2 separate regions of the Xenopus laevis genome follow, and region 1 is linked to region 2. The links are chromatin contacts, called in public Hi-C maps. All regions are on one chromosome and are shown on one strand. Each heading gives the region's core, a stretch centred on a gene start, on an enhancer-like site or on the middle of the called end of the contact. The rest is flanking DNA. Distances are from core to core; before and after follow the strand shown. Region 1 overlaps epb41l4a.L (band 4.1-like protein 4A). Region 2 holds the start of epb41l4a.L (band 4.1-like protein 4A).

The links. A called contact is a pair of places that touch in the nucleus more often than the background predicts.
Region 1: a contact with region 2 is called in a Hi-C map of the XTC cell line, with 6 times the contacts expected there. The contact joins the enhancer-like site here to the promoter of epb41l4a.L in region 2. A contact is called at or near these places in 3 of 4 Hi-C or Micro-C datasets (the XL177 cell line, the XTC cell line and animal cap).

The regions. Positions count from the first base shown.
Region 1 is chr1L:188,035,064-188,040,482 of Xenopus_laevis_v10.1, reverse strand. The region is part of intron 17 of epb41l4a.L (band 4.1-like protein 4A); the gene reads right to left. Among protein-coding and RNA genes, the nearest start is that of LOC108717350, 110 kb to the left of the region's middle. Within about 2 kb of position 3,317, at least 1 of the 7 cell types and tissues checked has an H3K27ac peak or open chromatin away from gene starts, as enhancers often do.
Region 2 is chr1L:187,922,409-187,927,705 of Xenopus_laevis_v10.1, reverse strand. It overlaps epb41l4a.L (band 4.1-like protein 4A), which reads right to left and starts at 2,773. Exons shown (of 22, transcript XM_018264384.2): 1 at 2,555-2,773. The coding sequence starts at 2,653.

The sequences.
Region 1 (5,419 bases), core at 2,068-4,567, 110 kb before region 2:
CAGAGAGGCCTTACAATTTTTAAACAGTTACTATAAGTGAAGGGGTTACAACTATTAGTTTATTTTCTGCCCATGCACTGTATATTCCTCTGGGTGCTTGATCTGTAAGATATGCCGGATATGTGAGAAAAGTTTCCTGTGTATCAGTCTGCAGAGAAATACTACGGCAGCACCAATAAAGGGGATGACAAGATAACAGCTCTTGATAGCAGTGATAAGAACAGACAGGAGTAACAAACATGTCACAGAGACAAGCAAGCAGGAAAAACTACACTGACATTAATATAAGCAACTATTCAAGTGCATTCTCAGAGCAGCTCCATGGGGGTGACACCCTCCTGCTGAGAGCAAGGAAATCATGGCCGGCACACTCATGCTATGTGTCTGTGTGTTTGAACCTATTTACAAGTGCATTTCTCTTTTATCAGCTCTATTCTCAGGGGTGATTGCTGGGAATAGACTTCAAAGGCCTTGTGATAACTTTTTATTTTGATAATAAATCAAATGCAATTACGTGTCTGTATTATGCAGTATGGTGTATATTGCAGAGAATGTTCTGGTGTGTGGGTTTTGTTTATCAGTGACACTCTGATTGCCTGGCTCAGCAGGAATACACAAGGTTTCTCATTAATATTTAGGTTCATAAGGGCAATGGCACATGGGGGTGATTTGGAGCATTTTGTAGCTCAGTGGTGAGAGACAACATTTTCATTTCAAAATAGCCCTTTCTCTGCGATAGGAAATCCCCAATGAGTGCCTGGCAGTTCCATTCACAGTGAACAAGGGAAATTAACATTTCACAAATACTTCAGGGTAAAAAAACATCCCAAATCATCATGTGCCATTACCCTAAAATCATTTTACAGGATTACATTCTGAGGAAGGACCACGAGAAGAACCTTCTACATTTAACCAAAGGCCCAACCATTCTCACTCTGACCCTTTAGACCAAAACAGGTCTAAAAATGCTGCAAAAATCAAAAAACAGGTATCCATTACCCGGAAACCCATTATCCAGAAAGTGACAAATTATGGACTCCGTTATAATGAAATAATCCAAATTTTATTTTTCTCTGTAATAACAAAACAGTGCCTTGTACCTGATCCCAACTAAGATATAATTAATCCTTATTGGAGGCAAAACCAGCCTATTGGGTTTATTTAATGTTTAAATATCTTTCTAGTAGACTCAAGGTATGAAGATCCAAATTACAGAGAGATCCGTTATCTGGAAAACCCCAGGTCCCAAGCATTCTGGATAACAGGTCTTATGCCTTGTTGTAACAACCTTGTATAACTACCACCATAAGGAGTGGCATGCTTTCCTTCAAGCTTCTCCTTCCTGCACTGCATTTAACAGATGGCCCTTTACTTTGTTAGTTGTATTCCAGTTGCAAATTGACTCATTGTTAAAGGGATGGCTCACCTTAAAGTTAACTTTTGGTGTGTTATAGAAGCAGCCAATTCTAAGCAACTTTTCAATTGGTCTTCATTATTTTTTTTTTTTATTGTTTTTGAATTATATGCCTTCTTCTTCGGACTCTTTCCAGCTCTCAAACGGGGTCACTGACCCTACTAAAAAACAAATGCTTGTAAGGCTACAAAGGTAATGTTATTGCTACTTTGTATTACTCCTCTTTCTATTCAGGCCTCTCCTATTCATATTCCAGTCTGTAATTCAAATCAATGCATGGTTGCTAGGTTCATTTGGCAACCAGACAGCTAAAGCTGCAAAATGCAGTGGCCGAATAAAAAGCCTAATACAGAAACTCAAAAAACAAAAATAATAACAAATGAAAACCAATTGCAAATTGTCTTAGAATATCTCCTAAATAATACTAAAAGTTAACTCAAAGGTGAACAAACCCTTTAAGAGACTGACCAGCATAAGAGTGACCACACACAGTAGGACTACAGTCCTATAGTAGTAATAGTATAGTCATTTTTGAAAGCTCCAGGTACAATTGGAACATTTTCTGATGCACCATGAACTAGCCATAGGGTTGCCACCTGATCGGTTTTGACCCGGACAGCCCAGTATTTTGAGGGGCTTCCCGGGTCTATACTTCCTGCCCGGTTTTCCAAATAAGGAAAACTGGGCGGGATTCCCTTGATTGACACGGTGATCGGCCAATTGCTGATCGCCGTGCCGACTGACAGCACGGGTCCGCCCACTGACGTCATAGACATGCCAACTGACGTCACAGACCCGCCCCCGCCGGTCTCAGCCAGACATAAAGGTGGCAACCCTAACTAGCCAATATCATAAACAGAAGAAATTAAAATCTGTCTGATTCCAGAACAGACTGATATCCATATTACATGGATGTTGGTATGTTAGGCTGGCATACACATACCAATTTTTGTATGATTAGCATTTCTTAATTTCATATGATATGATTGGTGCGTGTATGTCCAGCTTGAGTATAGCCAGGGGCTAAATATGTCTCCCTCAACATCAAAGTTATCCCTTCCAGAGCCTGATTCCGGCAGGTTTATGTAAACTAACCACAAGTAACATGTTTGTAATACAAAGTATTATAGGTTTGGTGGGCTGCTCTTGTTTAGCTATAACATTAATGAGATTGCTGGAGCAGGTCTGCTCCTTAATGACAAGCTGTTTTGTGGAAGTTCATTGTAATTCACTTTATGAGCATTTGCTTTGCATTTTACTGGTGTGATTTGATTAATTTATCACAAAGCTGTCTTCTGTATTGATCACGACAGGCACAGAGCTGGAAGAGTAATGTGCCATAGAGTGGTAATGTAAAAATAAGAGAGCAGATGAGATGTTCCCTTGACAATGAGATAATTAGAATACAAGCAATCAATGAAGACTGTTTGACAAAGGAACAAATCATTTTTTTCTCATTTTTAGAGCAAGAGCAGCATATCTGTGTACACAGGTGACTCAGGTGATTTTTATGTTCTCCTATGAATCCCTCCATTGGCATTTATTTGCTCATTTAAGTAGTGCTTCCTGGCCAACAAAATAATCTGCTCCTGAGACACATGGATGGAAGGCCATAAAGTTCAACAGCTTGGGAAACCGTCTTCATTGGGTCAGTGAATCCTTTGTCACAGCCCAGTGTCTTCATTCAAAGGGTCATTAATTTAATGTAACTATATAAAAAAATCTCATAACATGTAAAAACCCTCCCCCTGTCAGTGTCTTGCAGTAAAACTCATTCTGGAGACATAGCTGGGAAAAAGGTCAGTGGGCTAGAACATCTCAGTCTACCAATAGATACAGAAAGCTTCTTGTCTGTCTCTTTAGAAACCTATTGTTCCTCTCTCTTACCCATTGTTGGTTGGAATTAGAATTAGCTGCCATATGACAAAGGCACAGGGATATAATGGGAGTGTTACTTATCTCTGTGTACAGAACAGGGCTCACTAATGAAATGGTCCAGAGCTACATATTGGATTCCCATATTAACTGTTTTGGAATTATCCAAGGACCAGGGCTGTACAATGGCATGATCCACTCCACTTTTTTGGTCTACAAATGACAGATCCCCTTTGAGCCACATCATACAGTGGGAAAATAAGGACATTTTGCCACTGTATTCAGTGTTCAGAACCAGTCATTGATTCCCCTCTTTATAAAAAAACATTAGCACTGCAAACAGAACAGTGACTCTATGTATGCCATTATCTAAATCTATACAGATTTATGAATTATAGTGTTATCTCTACAAAACAGGGAACTCTTGCCTCTTAACACTTTGTACTATTGTTTAAATTGTATATTTGTATTTATTTTTTGTTTTTATTGTACTGGTGTTCCTCATTATATTCTTTGTATATTTTTTTATGTAAGAAATTGGACAGCTCTACGTACAAATACTGCTACTACATGCTGTGGAGCAGTATCCAGAAAAAAACTTAAGGGGAAAGCATGTCTCTCCTAGAAAAGCCTATAAGGCAGAGTAGATGCAGAGAATAACAGGGGCTGTGTTCACTCAGGATAAAATGATAGTATTTCAAGTATGGAAAGAGTGAGGCTGAGAGTGAGCTCTCTGTCCAGGAAGTAAAAGAAGAAGAGATACAGCAGTGGGAAAAACACCAAAAACAGTGAAATATTTAATTTATTGGTTTGGGTTGGCTAATAGGGGGCACATTGTAAAAAAGCAGGTTTCCAAAATAGTGAGCCTGCCAGCAGACCAGCCTGTTCTGGTTTCAGAAGAGTGAACTTTCATTTATTTGGCTCCATATTTTGTGTGTGAAACTAAAAAGTGCCTTGTCTTGTGAAAAATCTCTGTTGTGAATAAAACTTGAATTACACTGAGCTTCGATGTCACTTCGAATGTACAACGTACGAGACCTGTTATCCAGAATGCTTGGGTTTCCCGGATAAGGGATCTTTCTGTAATTTGGATCTTCATACCTTAAGTTTATTGGAAAATCATGTAAACATTAAATAAACCCAATAAACTGGTTTTGCTTCCAATAAGGATTCATTACAAGTACAGAGAAAAAGGAAATACATTTTTAAAAAACCTGGATTATTTTGATTAAATGGAGTATACGGGAGACGGGCTTTCTGTAATTTGGAGCTTTCTGAATAACGGATCCCATACCTATATCGCCATTTGAGTAAATCCCCACATTACAAGTTAGTGAGGCACTGGCTGCCAAAGCTACTTCATTCCACTAGATGGTGCTCAACATTCCTAGTTGTGTATGCAGCAGTTCTATGTACATTATAATACAATAATGGTTTCACCTGAGAGATAAAGTGAATTTTATGGATATTGTAGATTATGAAATGCTAGCCCTTTTTGCAGAATTTGATTTAATCCTTAATGTGACTTTAAAACTCTTGCCAACTGCACAGATGATGCCGTTCTGTCAATTCTACTTACTTTACATATAAAAATGTCAGCTTCAGTAGTCAAAAGAATATGGAGGGATTTCGTTCTAAACATTATGCATTCATTTTGTCCCAACTGAATATATTCACGTGCAACAATACCTCTGTGTTACAAACAGCCATACATTGCCATATGCAGAGGAAAAGGTACAAGGTATGGGGTAAAGAAAATGGTGAACACTGAGGTATTTGAATTGGGACAGTGGGTCTCATTTATCAACACTGTGCAAATTTGCCTATGGGCAAATACCTATAGCAACCTATTAGTTTTTTTAAGCCAGTTGCAAATAGAACAATGAATGCAACAATTTGATTGGTTGCCATGGGTTACTGCCCACTGGCAAATTTGCCCAGTGTTGATAAATGACCCCCAATGACTGTAGCAAATTTTGCACCAGGGGGACCTAGACTGCCCTTGGAATTTGCTCTGGCTGCATATGGCAAATTTTGGTTGTATGTATCACAGAGGTACTGTTTAAAGGGGTAGTTGACTGTTATTTTCTTTACTATGTTATAGAATGTTCAATTTGTAGCAGTTTTTCA
Region 2 (5,297 bases), core at 1,524-4,023:
AAAAAGACCATTTGGCAGTAAAACAAAGGGGAGCTGCCTGCTTGTCCCTGCAAACATAGATAGATTGCCGATCAATTTTCTGACAGATGTCGGCCGAAAAATCGCAAGATGTACGATCGTTCGAATCCCACTAACCGCACGATAATTTCGAAGGATTGGTCGGACTTCGGTAAAATCGGTCGTTCGGCAAGAAAAATCTTTGCGTCTATGGGGAGCTTTACACAGACTATTTACCATCAAGGTGCCAAAATATATTTGTATACAATAGAAGAGGGATAAGGGTCAGTTTGTGCTATTGGCTGAGTGTGCAGCAATGCTAGTTTAACTTTTACACAATGCAAGCCTGTGCTCACATCTCAGTTGAAGATGATCCCTACAAGCCCTTCAGTTTATATGCCAATGTATGGACCCTCTCTGATGGATAAAGTTTAAAAATTCCATTGGATAAGGGCCACATTGATGCATGTATATGGTCCTGCATAGACACCTATTATGATCTGAATGTGGGTGGTCAAATAGGGGATTTGGTATAATTTCATTTTGGGTAATGAATTTTTCCATAATTTGGATATTTTAGGTCTACTAGAAAATTATGTAAACATTAAATAAACCCAATAGGCTGGTTTTGCTTCCAATAAGGATTAATCATATCTTAGTTTGGATCAAGTATAAGGTACTGTTTTATTGTTACAGAGAAAAAAAGTAAATCATTTTAAAAGAAATGGATTATTTGGATAAAATGGAGTCTATGGGAGATGTCCTTTCTGTAATTTGGGGCTTTCTGGATCTCGGATTTCCGGATAATAAATCCCACACCTGTATACAAAATAGGAGTTTGATATGCAAAAGAAGAGTGGAAGATAGCATTTCTCCCATACCTATAGAGACTTGTCAGGTCTAGGTGAAGAACTTAGGGGCAAAGTCTTCATTCACCATACCCATTGTTATATAAAGAAATAAAAATGATTCATTTTAATAAAAACAAAAGGTAAACAGCATTTTCAACATTAACCTAATGTACTGAAAAGGTAAATATCTTCCATTTACCTGTAAACACCAGGACAAATAATAAAATTGCTTAAGAAAGCCCACATATACTGTAAACAGATTATATCTCTTCCAGTACTTCTGCCATTTAATGCTAGAAACTATAAAAAAAAAATACAATAATAAAAAGTGACCCTATGTCACAACTATCAATAGGGCTCTAGTACAAAGGTTGTAGCAGCATTTGCAACAACTATAGGGGCAACCAACGGCCTTGTGTGGCACTGCCCTATGATTTTCAGATACACCCAATAAAATGCCTTCACCTTAAGCAAATATAGGACCCATGTATGGCCACCTCTAAGCCATAAAATTGCCTTGTTAAATCCACCAATACAGATCATCTTCCAGCGATGTATATGTATCATAATGAAATAACCACACACATTTTAGCTGATACTTCTATTAAAACCGGTCGGCCTTTGAAGATTGTCAGCCCTTAGCTGATGCTGTTAAGAAGCACATGCAGATAAGGAGAGATTATTACCTCTCAGTCATAAAGGATTTATTTGGGCAAATGATGGCCAGGAAGACAAACAGCTGATTCATTTCTACACAGCCATCCCCACCATGAATACAGTTGGGGGGCAAGTCCCCAGTGTGGAAATCAGCAAAAAATGATTTTAGCACCAGTCTTTGGCACTCTTTAAAAATGTAACACTGGGGTTTTCTAGAGAGCATTCTGCATTGTGCTGAAAGTCACTCCTACAAGCTCCATCATCATGACACAGAGCTGGACTTTTCAAACATGCAGAGCATGTGCTGCTGTTGCCCTGCCTGCTGCAAGTTATGTACAATGCTTGGCTTGAACAGACACACAATCAAAAGCAAATGTGCTCAATGATTTGTGACAGCGCTTGATCATGCACTTAGCACCCAGCAGGTGCACCAGCACTAATGATAAGCATATGCTAGTATTGATATCAGATCAATCTTTGCTTCTGTGCTTCATATATATAAATATATATGGATCTGTAGCCACAATCACTAAAACCTGAGCCCTACAAGTCTGTCTAGAACCTACTTGTCATTCAAATAATGCAGAAAAGTTCCAGAATACCTTATCAATGTGCAGTAGAAATTGATCCCCCCTTCAGCTTCTGAACTGTAACTCTCAGCGTCACTCCCAGGAGCTGTCAGAAGGCTCTGACTCATGAGCATGTCCTGGACACCATCAGCTTTTGTCTAATAGACACAGGATTGTGGCCAGAACCTTTGGGTCACGCAGAGCCCTGTGAGCTCATTGGACGTGGGGGCTGAGACTGCAGCTGCACATGACAGTATTAATGATGGATAAAGAGAATTCTGCTCATGCTGCTGTAACTGAGAAAGTTATCGTGGGTAAGCAGTGCTAGACAAAGGGCACATGCCATGGTGTAGCCAATAGAGCCTGGGCGACACCCAGACGATTTTATAGTGCCTTCCAGCAGGAGCTCAGGAGCAGCCCTTGCTGTGATACCGGCTGCAGACAGGTTGCTATGCCACTCAGGGCAGCGGGCACACTTACCTTCACCCCGTGCTGTTGGCTGGTTAGAGGTAACTTGGACTCATCCAGTAACAAAACTTCACAATAGAATTCCTCCGGGACTGCGCAGAAACAACCCATCCCTAGTCCGGGGGCTGCGAGGAGCCAGGGAGCAGGGAAAAGCCGCTCGGTGCCACATACAGGGAGACCGAGCCCTCCCCACGCTACTCTGTCCCCCCCTCCCTCCTCCTCTTGGGCCTGCCTAGAGACGGGGAGTTTCCTAGGCTCCTGTTCCATCCCCCGCGATTGGATAGGGCTACCTCTACACAAGCAGGTTTAGCAGCCGTGCGTGCTGAGTACTCCCTCTAGTGGAAATATGAGGGTACTGCTCGTGACGCTCCTTTGGCGATTAAGGGGCAGATTTATCAAAATGCAAATCTTCTAACAATTGGAAAATGGGACAAAATGGTTGTGCCGCTCTGGCCACGTCCATTGTATGGCCACATCCCCTGAGTACCATGTCCATTTTACAACATTTGGCAGGTTATGAAAGTTTGAACACATTTCTGGGAGTTTCAGTGCCATATGTTTATGTTTTGCTAATGAAAGTCAATTGGCCTTTAAAGGGGTTGTTCACCATTAAGATAACTTTAGGGGGCAAATTTACTAATGGGCGAACTGATTAACGCTGGCGAATTTTCGCCATCGTTTCGGTACTTCGCGGATTTACTAACGGATGTAACTTCGCTAACGGACGCTGGCGCTCATTCGCACTCAATCGCCAGACGAAGTTGCGCTCTGGCGAAGGGACGTAACTAAGCTAATTCACTAAGATGTGGATTTTACTGAACATTACTTCTTGCGCCAGACTGTGCTCAAGAGGTAACAATCGAGTAGATAGGACTTCCTCAAAATTTAGGTGAAAATTTTTTTTTTCTAAGTCCCAAAAAAGACTGGTGTCTTTTCCTTCTTTCAGGGTGATAGGCTGCAAAAGAGCGTAAATTTCTTTTGGGGTAACCGGCTTCACCCTACATTTCCATATGGCACATAAACTATACACTGGGCACATGTGTAGGGCAATATAACAACTCTATTTTATTTTATTAAGCTTCCCTGGCCTTGTGTAATGTAATGTATTTGCTGCAACATATACGTCCATTCAACGTTAACTTCCCGCCGTATGCAAATTAGCCAATGCTAGCGCAACTTCGATCTGCTTGCCAAATTAACGCTAGTGCAACTTCACCAGTGTTCGGCACCCTGGACGCAACTTCGCATGTTAGTGAATTAGCGTTGTCTGACTGATTTTTCGCCTAGTGAAGTGTTGCGCTGCCTGCGAAGCCGTCGCTGACAAATTTTCGCCACTTAGTAAATTTGCCCCTTAGTATGATGTAGGGAGTGAAATTCTGAGACAATTTGCAATTGGTATTCATTTTTTATTATTGAAGGTTTTTGACTTATTTAGTTTTTTATTCAGCAGCTCTTTAAATTGCATCTTAAGCAAACAGGTCCAAATTACCCTAGCAACCATGCATTGATTTGAATAAGAGACCGGAATATGAATAGGAGTGGGCCTGAATAGAAAGATCAGTAATAAAAAGCAGCAATAACATTACATGTGTAGCCTTACAGAGCATTTGTTTTTTAGAAAAGAGTCAGCGACGCCCATTTGAAAGCTGCAAAGAGTCAGAAGAAAAAGGCAAATAACTATAAAACTATAAAAAATAAATAATGAAAACCAATTGAAAGGTTGCTTAGAATTGGCCATTTTATAACATAATAAAAGTTAAATTAAAGGTGAACCACCCCTTTAAGCTGCTAGTCTCAGTTCTCACAAGAGACTTGCTTATTCTAAATAGTTACAATTGTATCTTTGCTTATTTTAAATTGTTACAAATGTATCCAACTTTGTATCTTTTTCTAGCATCAGTGCATAAGATCAAAGAGAAAGTCAGGATATTTCAGTAATAAACCCAGGGCTGCGGGCCGGGCTGTCAAAATTGGGCTGTCCCGCAGAAAACGGGAGAGTTGGGAGGTATGAAATGTGCTTTTAGAGCTTAATAAATAAGAACTCACCATTTGATAAATACAGTTCTGAAAATCCTATAGGAATAAATAAAAATTGGGTGAGATTTTATTTATTAAAGTGATACCGACACTAAAGATTTTTCTTTTCAAAATATTAATCTACATTAAACGTTACCTATAGGTCACATTAATCATTTTTTTGCTGATAGGTCTGCTTAAAGAATTGTTACTTGAAGTTCCTAAACCTGACTGTTTTGCCAACCTGACTGTCCCTTCTCAACTTGTCAGAGTTTCTAATGTTAACGGACTCCTGCTGCACAAATATGGCAGCCCCCTCATACAGGAACATGGGGGTAAGAACGGTAATATAAAAGCATCAGATGAATACTTTTATGGCAAAATTATAAATAGTATTGAATGATAATTTTATGATAGATCAAAAAAAAAAAAAGATTATTTTCTGGTGTAAGTATCTCTTTAAGCTCTAGACATTTTGATAAATCTGCCTCTAAATAAATGTATCATGTAGCACTGAAACTTGCCAGTCGCATTCATGCCCACTCTTTAATTAGTTCCAGTTCATTACGGAAATTATACTTTGGTTTCTGTGGCCTCTGTAGGAAAAAATATTACTTATATTGTTCATTTCAAGGGCTTTAAGAAAAATAAAGAGTCCTATTACAAAGACCTGTGACACACTTTATTCTAATAACTGTTGGTCTCTTCTTAAATCTAAACCACCCATGTTTTTTTGGCT